2 separate regions of the Sus scrofa genome follow, and region 2 is linked to region 1. The links are chromatin contacts, called in public Hi-C maps. All regions are on one chromosome and are shown on one strand. Each heading gives the region's core, a stretch centred on a gene start, on an enhancer-like site or on the middle of the called end of the contact. The rest is flanking DNA. Distances are from core to core; before and after follow the strand shown.

Region 1 (4,522 bases), core at 606-3,105:
CTTAGCTGCTCCCTCCAAGCACGGCCCAGAGGTACACTAGTCCCCCGCCCAAAGGGACCAGACACCGAGAGCCACCCAGGAAGACCAGTACTGAAAACTGAGCTCTTGGCCTCAGCCCCCAAGACCGCACTTGAATTTCTCCCTTGCGAGGGAAGAAGAAACACCTGTACCCTCTCCCCGCCCTCAGCCTCTCAAATGAAACATTGCTCACCTCATGGGTACAACCCATCAGGCCCCAGTGCCTCTCCACCCCCAGCTCAATTCTAAGCCCTTTGCCTGCCCTCTTATTCAATACTAGCAGCAAACATCTGAGCTAAATTTCATCACTAAGAGCCTCTGTAATGGGGAAAGTAAAGAGCTTGCCCAAGGTCAGGAAACGGCAGAGCCCACTTCAACCCAGGGCTTTTGACACCCCTCAGTCACGAACATTTCTCAATGGGTAGCCATCAGAAAAGCTTTGATGGGCTGACATGAACTTTATGTGAAAGGCCTGCCACACTGTGGGTGTTGGGTCTGTGGCCCAGCCCCCTTCAGCCCTCTCCTGGGCATGCTGCTCATCCTGCTCGCACTGCCCGCCCAAACCTCACTCAAGGACCATTCAGCAGGCCTTCAGCCCCTTCTGGTTTTCTCATCTCTTCCCTTTTTTTTTTGGGGGGGGGGCTAATCCTGTGGCATAAGGAGGTTCCCAGTTTAGGAGTCTAATCGGAGCTACAGCTGCCGGCCAGTCACAGCCACACGCCAGATCTGTGCCGCATCTGCAACCTACACCACAGTTCACGGCAACGCCGAATCGTTAACCCACTGAGCAAGGCCAGGGATCGAACCCAAAACCTCAGGGTTCCTAGTCGAATTCGTCTCCACTGCGCCACAATGGGAACTCCTCTCATCTCTTCCTTTTATCCTCCCCAGTCCTAAACCGAGCCAGCTCCACTGATTTCCCCCCACGCCCACTTGGTCTCCAGTCTCCCAGCTCAGGCCTCATCAGCCTTCGCTCCATCACCCCAGGGAGGCCTCCGCCCAGATCTCACCCGGGTGTCAGATCCCCTGATACTAGTTCCCGGCAACCAGGACCACACTCAGCCCAGACACCTCACACACCTCAGACCTGGGCTCCTCACTCCCAGGATCACCTAAGCCCTGACCCTGAGTTCACACAAATCCACCACCTCAGGACTTGGAAAGGTGAGGCCCTAGAGCGGGAGAGCTCCTCAGTCCCAGGCCTCAAGACGCCGGTCTGAGATCCTTCAAATAAGTCCTCCTAGAGCTTCAAAAAGCTGCTTGACCTGGCTGCCCTCCCAGGCTCCCTCAATCTCCGCAGGCCAGGTTCCCCGCAAGGCCTCAGACCATTTCTTCACCCCAGCTGCTGCTCTGGCCCGTCTTCAGCCTGGGTCCCCTTGCCGCCTCCAGATGGTGTCACCCTGGCCTGGGTGTCCTCAGCCCAGGGTAATGCCATCTTCTCAGTCTCTCCTCAAACCATGATGCCACTGCCACACCCGGGGCCCCCTAGCCCTCAGCCTCGTCCCCTCTGCTGACTTAGACCATGTCACGTAATCCAGTGACGCCCTCCATCCTCGAGGCTCAAGCCCTTCGTCTCTACCGCCGCCTCAGCCCATGACTCCTGCGTCCTCTCAGCGTAGGTCCCGGCCGACTGCCCGGCGCAGTTCTTACCCAAAGAGGCCCGAGAAAAAGGACTGCGAGTTCTTCACTTTGCGCTCCGCCTCGGCCAGCAGCGCCATCGCTTCCGCTTCCTTCCCGGAGTTGTCCATGGCGGCGGCAAAGGTACTCAGCAAACCGCCGAACCCCAACCCTCGGAGGACTCAGCCGCGGCAGAGCCGCGGTACACAGGTCGGGGGAGCTTAGTGGGCTGCGTTGACGTCGCTCCGGCGCGCGCCTCCTGCGCCCCGGCACCACGTGCTCCGCGCTGGCCAACCAGCGGCCTCGTAGCGCGGCGCGCGCCCCGCGGGCCCCGCCCCCCGCCAGCTGCCTTACACCGCCCCGTGACTCTCAGTTTCCAATCGGCGACCTGGTGCTTGGACGCATGCGCAAGAGTCCGCGCACTGCGCTCGCCTCGCTTCCGGAAGCTCGGGGTGACGGCCCATGTGATTCAACGCCAGCCAATCGTAGTCCTCACCGCCAAGGACCCTTCCTCCTCCCCGCAAGCTCCTCCTCGAGGTGTTACCTGGCTGGATCCGCCTCCACCAATGAGCACCAGACCCTGGCTCCGCCTGTACCTTCCCCGGTGGAATTTATATCCCAGTCAGCTGACCGATGCCTCTCACGTGACAGCTCCTGGGCCGTGCGGGAAGTTACGACCAAACCACGCCTGGGTTTGACAGCTCCGTTGCGCAGTAGTTAGTCCCCGCCTCCGCTCCTTATCTCCTATTGTCCTTCACTTGTAAAGGCGTCTGTGGCGAGAAGGAAACTGGTCTTCTTGTTCTTGCGCCCTCTGTCGACCTATGCTGAAACTGGCTTGGGAAGGGCAGTGAAGAAAGCATACCTCACTTTATTTGTACTTTAATTACCCTTTGCAGATACTACGTTTTGGACGAGTTGAAGGTTGTGGGAACCCTGCCTTGAGCAGGAGTGTCTGCGCTGCGCTGCTTCCCAAACAGCATTAGCTCATTTCACGTCTCAGTGTCACGTTTGATAATTCTTGAACTACTTTAAATGTTTTCATTACTACATTTGTTAGGGCGGCCTGTGAAGAGTGATCTTTGATGTTACTACTACGACTGGCTAAAGGCTCAGATGACAGCAATAAGTACTTTTTTTTTTTTTTTTTTTTTTTTGTCTTCTTGCCATTTCTTGGGCCGCTCCCGTGGCATATGGAAGTTCCCAGGCTAGGGGTCCAGTCGGAGCTGTAGCCACCGGCCTACGCCAGAGCCACAGCAACGCGGGATCCGAGCCACGTCTGCAACCTACACCACAGCTCATGGCAACGCCAGATCCTTAACCCACTGAGCAAGGCCAGGGGTCGAACCCAAACCTCATGATTCCTAGTCGAATTCGTTAACCACTGAGCCACGATGGGAACTCTAGCAATAAGTACGTTTAATTGATATGTACTTTTTTTTTTTTTACACAATACTATGGCACACTAACAGACTCAGGGATAGTGTAAAGGTAACTTTTATATGCACAGGGAAACAAAAACTCCTGTGACTGGTGTTATTGTGGTGATCTGCAACTGCACCTGCAGTGTCTTTGAGATATGCCCATAACTGAGAGATAGAGGCAAAACTGAGAGCAGAGGTTCTAGCTCTGGTTTCACTTAAAAAAAAAAAATGCTGGTGAGAGTATGGTAAAAAGTCAGGTTCAACCATGTCTAGCGTCCAGATCTTAGGTTTTAATACCATCTCCACTAAAAGGAACCAGGGGTCCTTGGATAAATGGCTGGGCAGGAAATCATACAAGATGAGCCTGGAGCTTCTTGTACATCCAGAAAGGAAGTCTCTCTGCCTGCATCTCTGTCTCTCTGTCTCTCTCTCACACACACACAAACAAGATGGGGTATGTCAAAGAGACGCAAGAGCCACCTGAAAGAGCTCCCAATAGTCAAAGCTGGAATATTTTGAGCAACAAAGTAGCGCTGATTATAACCAGTCTATAAATCCATGAGCCATGCTGAGATAAATGACTGAACAAATAAATGGTAGAGAACAGGCAAATATTCTGTGCATAATTTCAAATTATGTGGATATTCCACCTTCTAGAAGGTGGAGCATAACTCCTCTGTCCTTACATGTGGACTGCACAGTGACTTCCTTCCACAGAAAGTAGTAGGGGGGAGGGGGCCTAAGTTGACAGTGTAGAAACCTGACACTGTCAGCCAGGTGCTGGATGGTACCACCAACAGTGACAGTCACGTTGGTACTGTGTACCCTTAATAACATGGGATGACAGTGCCACTTCACCCCCGTGGTCCTCCTCCTCTGATCATGCGAAGAACTTAGACAAATCCTAGATGGGCACATTCTCCAAAATACCTGACCAAGACTCCTCATGGCTGTCATCAAAAACAAGGAAAGTCTGAGAAACTGTCACAGCCAAGAGGAACCTGATGAGATGTGACAACTAAATGCAGTGTGGCGTCCTGGGAGGATCCTGGCACAGAAGAGGGACACTAGGTAGAAACTGATGGAATCTGCATAAGTATGGATTTTAGTTACTAATATCAATATTGGCTCATTAACCGTATGTATCACACTAATGTTCGATAATAGCAGCGGAAACTGGCTGTGGGGTATACGGTCATTTTCTGTACCATTTCCCAATTTTTATGTAAATCTAAAAACTCTTTTACTAAGAAAGCTTCTTTAGAAAAATTTAAGTTCCAGGGCCCTAGCTCCAATGATTCCGATTATGAATGGCTATAGTGGCGTATAAGAATATGCAGTTTTTACTGGACCCCCTGATGCACAGGATGCAGATAATCTGCAGTTGAGAAAATGCTGTTTTCCGGTGGGCAGGAGGTGGGGTTTGGCTGAGGGGGTAATTCACCTAAGAAACCCTTGCCCAACTC
Region 2 (4,522 bases), core at 1,245-3,744, 1.3 Mb after region 1:
TTATTATTTTAGAGCTGCACCCTTGGCATATGGAAGTTCCCAGGCTAGGGGTCGAATTGGAGCTGCAGCTGGGAGCCTACACTACAGCCACAGCACCAAGGGATCCGAGCCGGGTCTGCGACCTACACCACAGCTCAAGGCAGCGCTGGATCTCCAACCCAGTGAGCGAGGTTGGGGATGGAACCCACACCCACATGGATACTAGTCAGGTTTGTTACCGCCAAACACAACGAGAACACCCCTCATTCCTTTAAATTTCTTCCAGTAGGAGTTCCTGCTGGGGCTCAGAGGAAACGAACCCAACTAGTATCCGCGAGGATGCAGGTTCCGTCCCTGGCCCCCACTCAGTGGCTTAAGGATCCGGCATTGCTGTGAGCTGTGGTATAGGTTGCAGCTGTGGATTGGATTTGGTGGCTGTGGTGTAGACCAGCAAGTGCAGCTCCAATTCAACCCCTAGCCTGGGAACTTCCATATGCCAAGGGTGCAGCCCTCAAAAAAAATTTTCTTCTGGTCTGGAAAGAAATTACTGAATTACTGACCAATCCAATTCGATCATTCCCTCCAGCCTCTGGACCCCTCTGTCCTCTGCTGAGAACCCTCTTCTCTGTCTTGGCCTGATGAACTCCTGAGGTTCCTTCAGATCTTATACCCAACACCTCCTCCTCCTCCAGGAAGCCTTCCCTGATCCCTCAGTGCAAGTGAAGACCCTCCTCCAGCGGGGCACAGAATCACACCGTATGGAAATCGCATCTGCCTCCTTTGCCCTCATCCAAGACTAAGAGTTTCTCAAGGGCAGCTTCTGGATTTGATGAGTCCCTACTCCCCAGGGCACTGGCCAAAGCTTCATCCCAGGAAGCTTCAGGGGACACATGTGAGCTGCCCGGGGACTCCAGCCAGGAGATCAGCTAAGGAGCACCTGCCCAGCCCTCTCTCGCCCTGGGATAGAGCAGGGAGAAGAGTCAGCCTGGCCAGGTGACCAGAACCGGGACTGTCCAGTGCAGGTGCTGGATGCCAGAAGGCTTGGGATATGCCACGGGGAAGAGGATCAGATCAGGAGGCCGGGTTTCTAGGTCCTGAAGGGGAAGCCAGGGTCTCAGGCCCTGGCTTCTTGGATCCTTGGGAAGAAAGGACCAAGAGGACTAGATTCCTGGGGCCTCTCAAGGCACTGACTTGCATCCAGTTCGGCATGCGGCTCTCCCAGACTCATGGGGATGCGGAACCCGGCTTGGTCCTCCTCCAGCATTTGAAGCAGCTCGTCCTCAGTCAAGTCAGCCGGAGGAGGGATGGAGGGAGAGTGACAGATGTTGATGAAAACCTTGCCTTCAGATGAGTTGGTCTTTATGCAGAAACCTGGAGCAAATGGGTTTGGCCGTGACCCTCTGTTGCTGCCTGGATCTCGGGGTCCAGCCTTCTTCTGATCTGTCGCCCTCCTTGAGTATTAGTCCTCCACTCTCTGGGGCTGTTCCCCTCCCCGCCCTGGAATTTCTGACTACCTTTGAGTCTTCGTCCCGCTGGTCACACCTGTCCTCCCTGCCTCTCTTTGGCTCTTGGCCCCTTCCCTGCTCTCTGGGTCTCCATCACTCCTCCCGCTCAAAGCCTCTCTACCCCACCATTACTGTTTCTCCTCCCTCCCTCCTCTTCCTGTGTCCCCTGCCCCCCAGTCAGGGTCCACCTCTCTCTGGGACACTATCTCTTTCTCTTTACGTTTCTGTCTTTCTCACCAGGTTGAGGTTGTATCTGTGTAGATTCTGGTCGGCTTGTTTGGGCTTGCTGGAGCTCCTTGGAGGCCTGTGTGAAGGAAAGCAATTTTCAAGTTTGGCCTTTGTGCTATCAGAACCCCCTCATTCGTTTCGCAAATGTTTACTGAGCAATTTTTATGAATACTAGCCAGGCAGGGCATAAGACATACTATGGCCCCTTCCTACCTTGAGGAATCTGAAGAACAAGCCCAATTTTGCTCCCATGTCTTCCAGAGACTAGCAAACTTGAAGGTAAACAACTACAATTCCCGCACGGACGGACACACACACACACACACACACATATGTATTCCCCGAATCCCCAGGGACCCAGGAGTGCGTTCAATCGCACCTGCAGCAGCAGCTCCTCGAAAGGCGTCGTCTCCGTGCCCATCGTCTCTGCTTCGTTTAGCTCCGGCACCAGCAACGTCGAGTCGGCCATGGCCCTGGGGGAGAGACCTTGGCGTCCTCAGCAACCCCGGCGTGGGGGAACCATCGGCGGGATCTGAACTCTGAGACTAGTTCCTGGGCCCTTAACCAAATCGCGACACCCACTATTCTGTATGAAAACCTGAGAATCTGGCCCGAGACACTTTCACTCAGACCAGATACTGTCGTCAAATCTCTTAAGAGCCAGTGTCTCTAGATGCTAAGTCCTGCGTGCCAAAGGTGCAAACTACAGCCACTCTTTTGATCCCTGCGTAATCAGGAACTTGAGTAAGTCACACTACCCCAACGCTTCATCAATCCTGCAACTGTATTCCGTTACCAATCACAGACCAATCTAGTCCAAGGCTGAAGCCACGCCTCTCATCTCAACCAATCAATACAAAGTCCTGATAGTCACTAAATGCCACACTTCCTGCGGGATTCAAGCCACGCTTCCGGCTCCTTCCGGATAGCCGACTCCGGCCAGTAGCTGGGCAAATCTGTCACACTTTAAGAACATTAATTTCATGGAGTTCCCGTCGTGGCGCAGTGGTTAAGGAATCCGACTAGGAACCATGAGGTTGCGGGTTTGATCCCTGGCCTTGTTCAGTGGGTTAAGGATCCGGCGTTGCCGTGAGCTGTGGTGTAGGTTGCAGACGCGGCTTGGATCCCGCGTTGCTGTGGCTCTGGTGTAGGCCGGTGGCTACAGCTCCGATTGACCCCTAGCCTGGGAACCTCCATATGCCGCGGGCGCGGCCCAAGAAATAGCAAAAAGACAAAAAAAAAAAAAAAAAAACATTAATTTCAGTGTCCATCCTAAGACTCTCTTTTGACCTCTGAACAACCACCTCGTTCCAGAACTAGATTCTATTCTCGATAAAATGTATTTAGGACTAAAAACTGCAATTCCGGTATCCAACACAAACAGGATAGCGAGACGCTGGAGCTCTCACAACTATTTGAAGTCACTCACACTTTCGTTCCCCATTCGCCCCGCTCTGAGGACTGCGCATGATCCAAACTACACTTCCGTGCGCAGACCCATGGGCGGGGTCACCAGGTCCTGGGCGGGGTTACGCTCTATCTCCCATAGCCCCGCCCTTTGGGTAGGAGGGGGCGGTGCTACCCTTCGGACCTCGAGGTTTCCTCCGGCAGAGCGCCCTGCAGTCGGTGGAAAGCGGCGGGGGAGCGCGATGGCCGAGACGTGTACAGGATCCCGCGCCAGCGAGATCTTCACCACGCTGGAGTACGGACCCGTGCCGGAGAGCCACGCATGCGCACTGGTGAGGGCTCGCCCGGCCCGCGCTGCCCATCCCCCTCCCCAGTCTTCGGAGCCGAGTTTTGCGCGCGGACTCCCACGATCCACCGCGGCAGCTCAGTAACTCCGCCCCTCTCAGCTCCCGCGATTCCCGCCACTCCTTAGGACCCACCCCTGGAGGATGGTTTGTTGAGCTTCTTAGAGTTGCTGCCTCAGCCCGATAGTCTCTTCTCATGAGGCCCAGTGGCTGTCCCGTTACATGGTCCAGAATTCACGGTGGTGCTTCGCCGAGGGTGCTTCCGAGAATCCCCCGAGGGGGTCCTGTGATTCATCAAGGCCCCCTCATAACCTCCCGCGATTCCCTGGGGGGCTCCCGTGATCTTCCGAGGACTCAGAACCCACGTGTAGACTTACCGTTGATTCCTCAGAACATCCTATGGCTCCCGAGTTTCCCCGGAATTCCTGGAGGGGCTCCCTTGATCAACCAGAGACCTCCAAAACCTCCGCGGAGCCGCCGTGATTCCTCAGGGTCACCTCAATACTCGTGGGGTTCCTATAGTCTCGGGAGTTCTCAGAACCCCAGAATACATCAGAACTTTCTGTAATAACCTTCAGCCCCTCAGAATAACCCCATGGGGCTCCCGCGACCCCTCCGTATTCTTCAGGACTTCCATAAGACTCCCGTGATCCCTCAGGGTCCCCCAAGAACGCTCTTGGGGTTCCCTATAAAAGTAGGGTGCCTCGAATTTTCTGTAACTACCCTCAGCATTCCCCCACGGGGCCATCATGAAGGCACAGGGCCCTCTAGCGCCCGGGCGTGAGAAGCTTGGCCTTTCCTGGAGGGAAAGAAGGAGGTTGGAATAATGGTGAGACCAGAGCCTGCCGTAGGCTCTGGAGATGGAGAGGAGGGAGTGAGGCAGAGACGCAGGAGGGACAGGGTTTGCGTGTTGAGAGGGCAGGGACAAGGCCGCGGGTCTGTGGCTGAAAATGTGGCCTCGGATTTAAGTCCCAATTAAGTCCTCGGAGACAGTTTTAAGGAAGGGAACAAAGAGCTTTATTGCTTTGCCACGCAAAGGAGGACACAGCAGGCTGATGC

The links. Hi-C and Micro-C count contacts between places; a contact is called where the count stands out from the background.
Region 2: a contact with region 1 is called in a Hi-C map of liver, with 4 times the contacts expected there. The contact joins the promoter of PIH1D1 here to the promoter of NAPA in region 1. A contact is called at or near these places in 1 of 5 promoter capture datasets (liver) and 1 of 47 Hi-C or Micro-C datasets (liver).

Annotation. Positions count from the first base shown.
Region 1 is chr6:53,273,383-53,277,904 of Sscrofa11.1, forward strand. It overlaps NAPA (NSF attachment protein alpha), which reads right to left and starts at 1,856. Exons shown (of 11, transcript NM_001244384.1): 1 at 1,669-1,856. The coding sequence starts at 1,766.
Region 2 is chr6:54,526,263-54,530,784 of Sscrofa11.1, forward strand. It overlaps PIH1D1 (PIH1 domain containing 1), which reads right to left and starts at 2,495. Exons shown (of 9, transcript NM_001244978.1): 1 at 2,092-2,495; 2 at 1,722-1,788; 3 at 1,171-1,350. The coding sequence starts at 2,181. ALDH16A1 (aldehyde dehydrogenase family 16 member A1) reads left to right here and starts at 3,277. Exons shown (of 18, transcript XM_021094740.1): 1 at 3,277-3,451. The coding sequence starts at 3,362.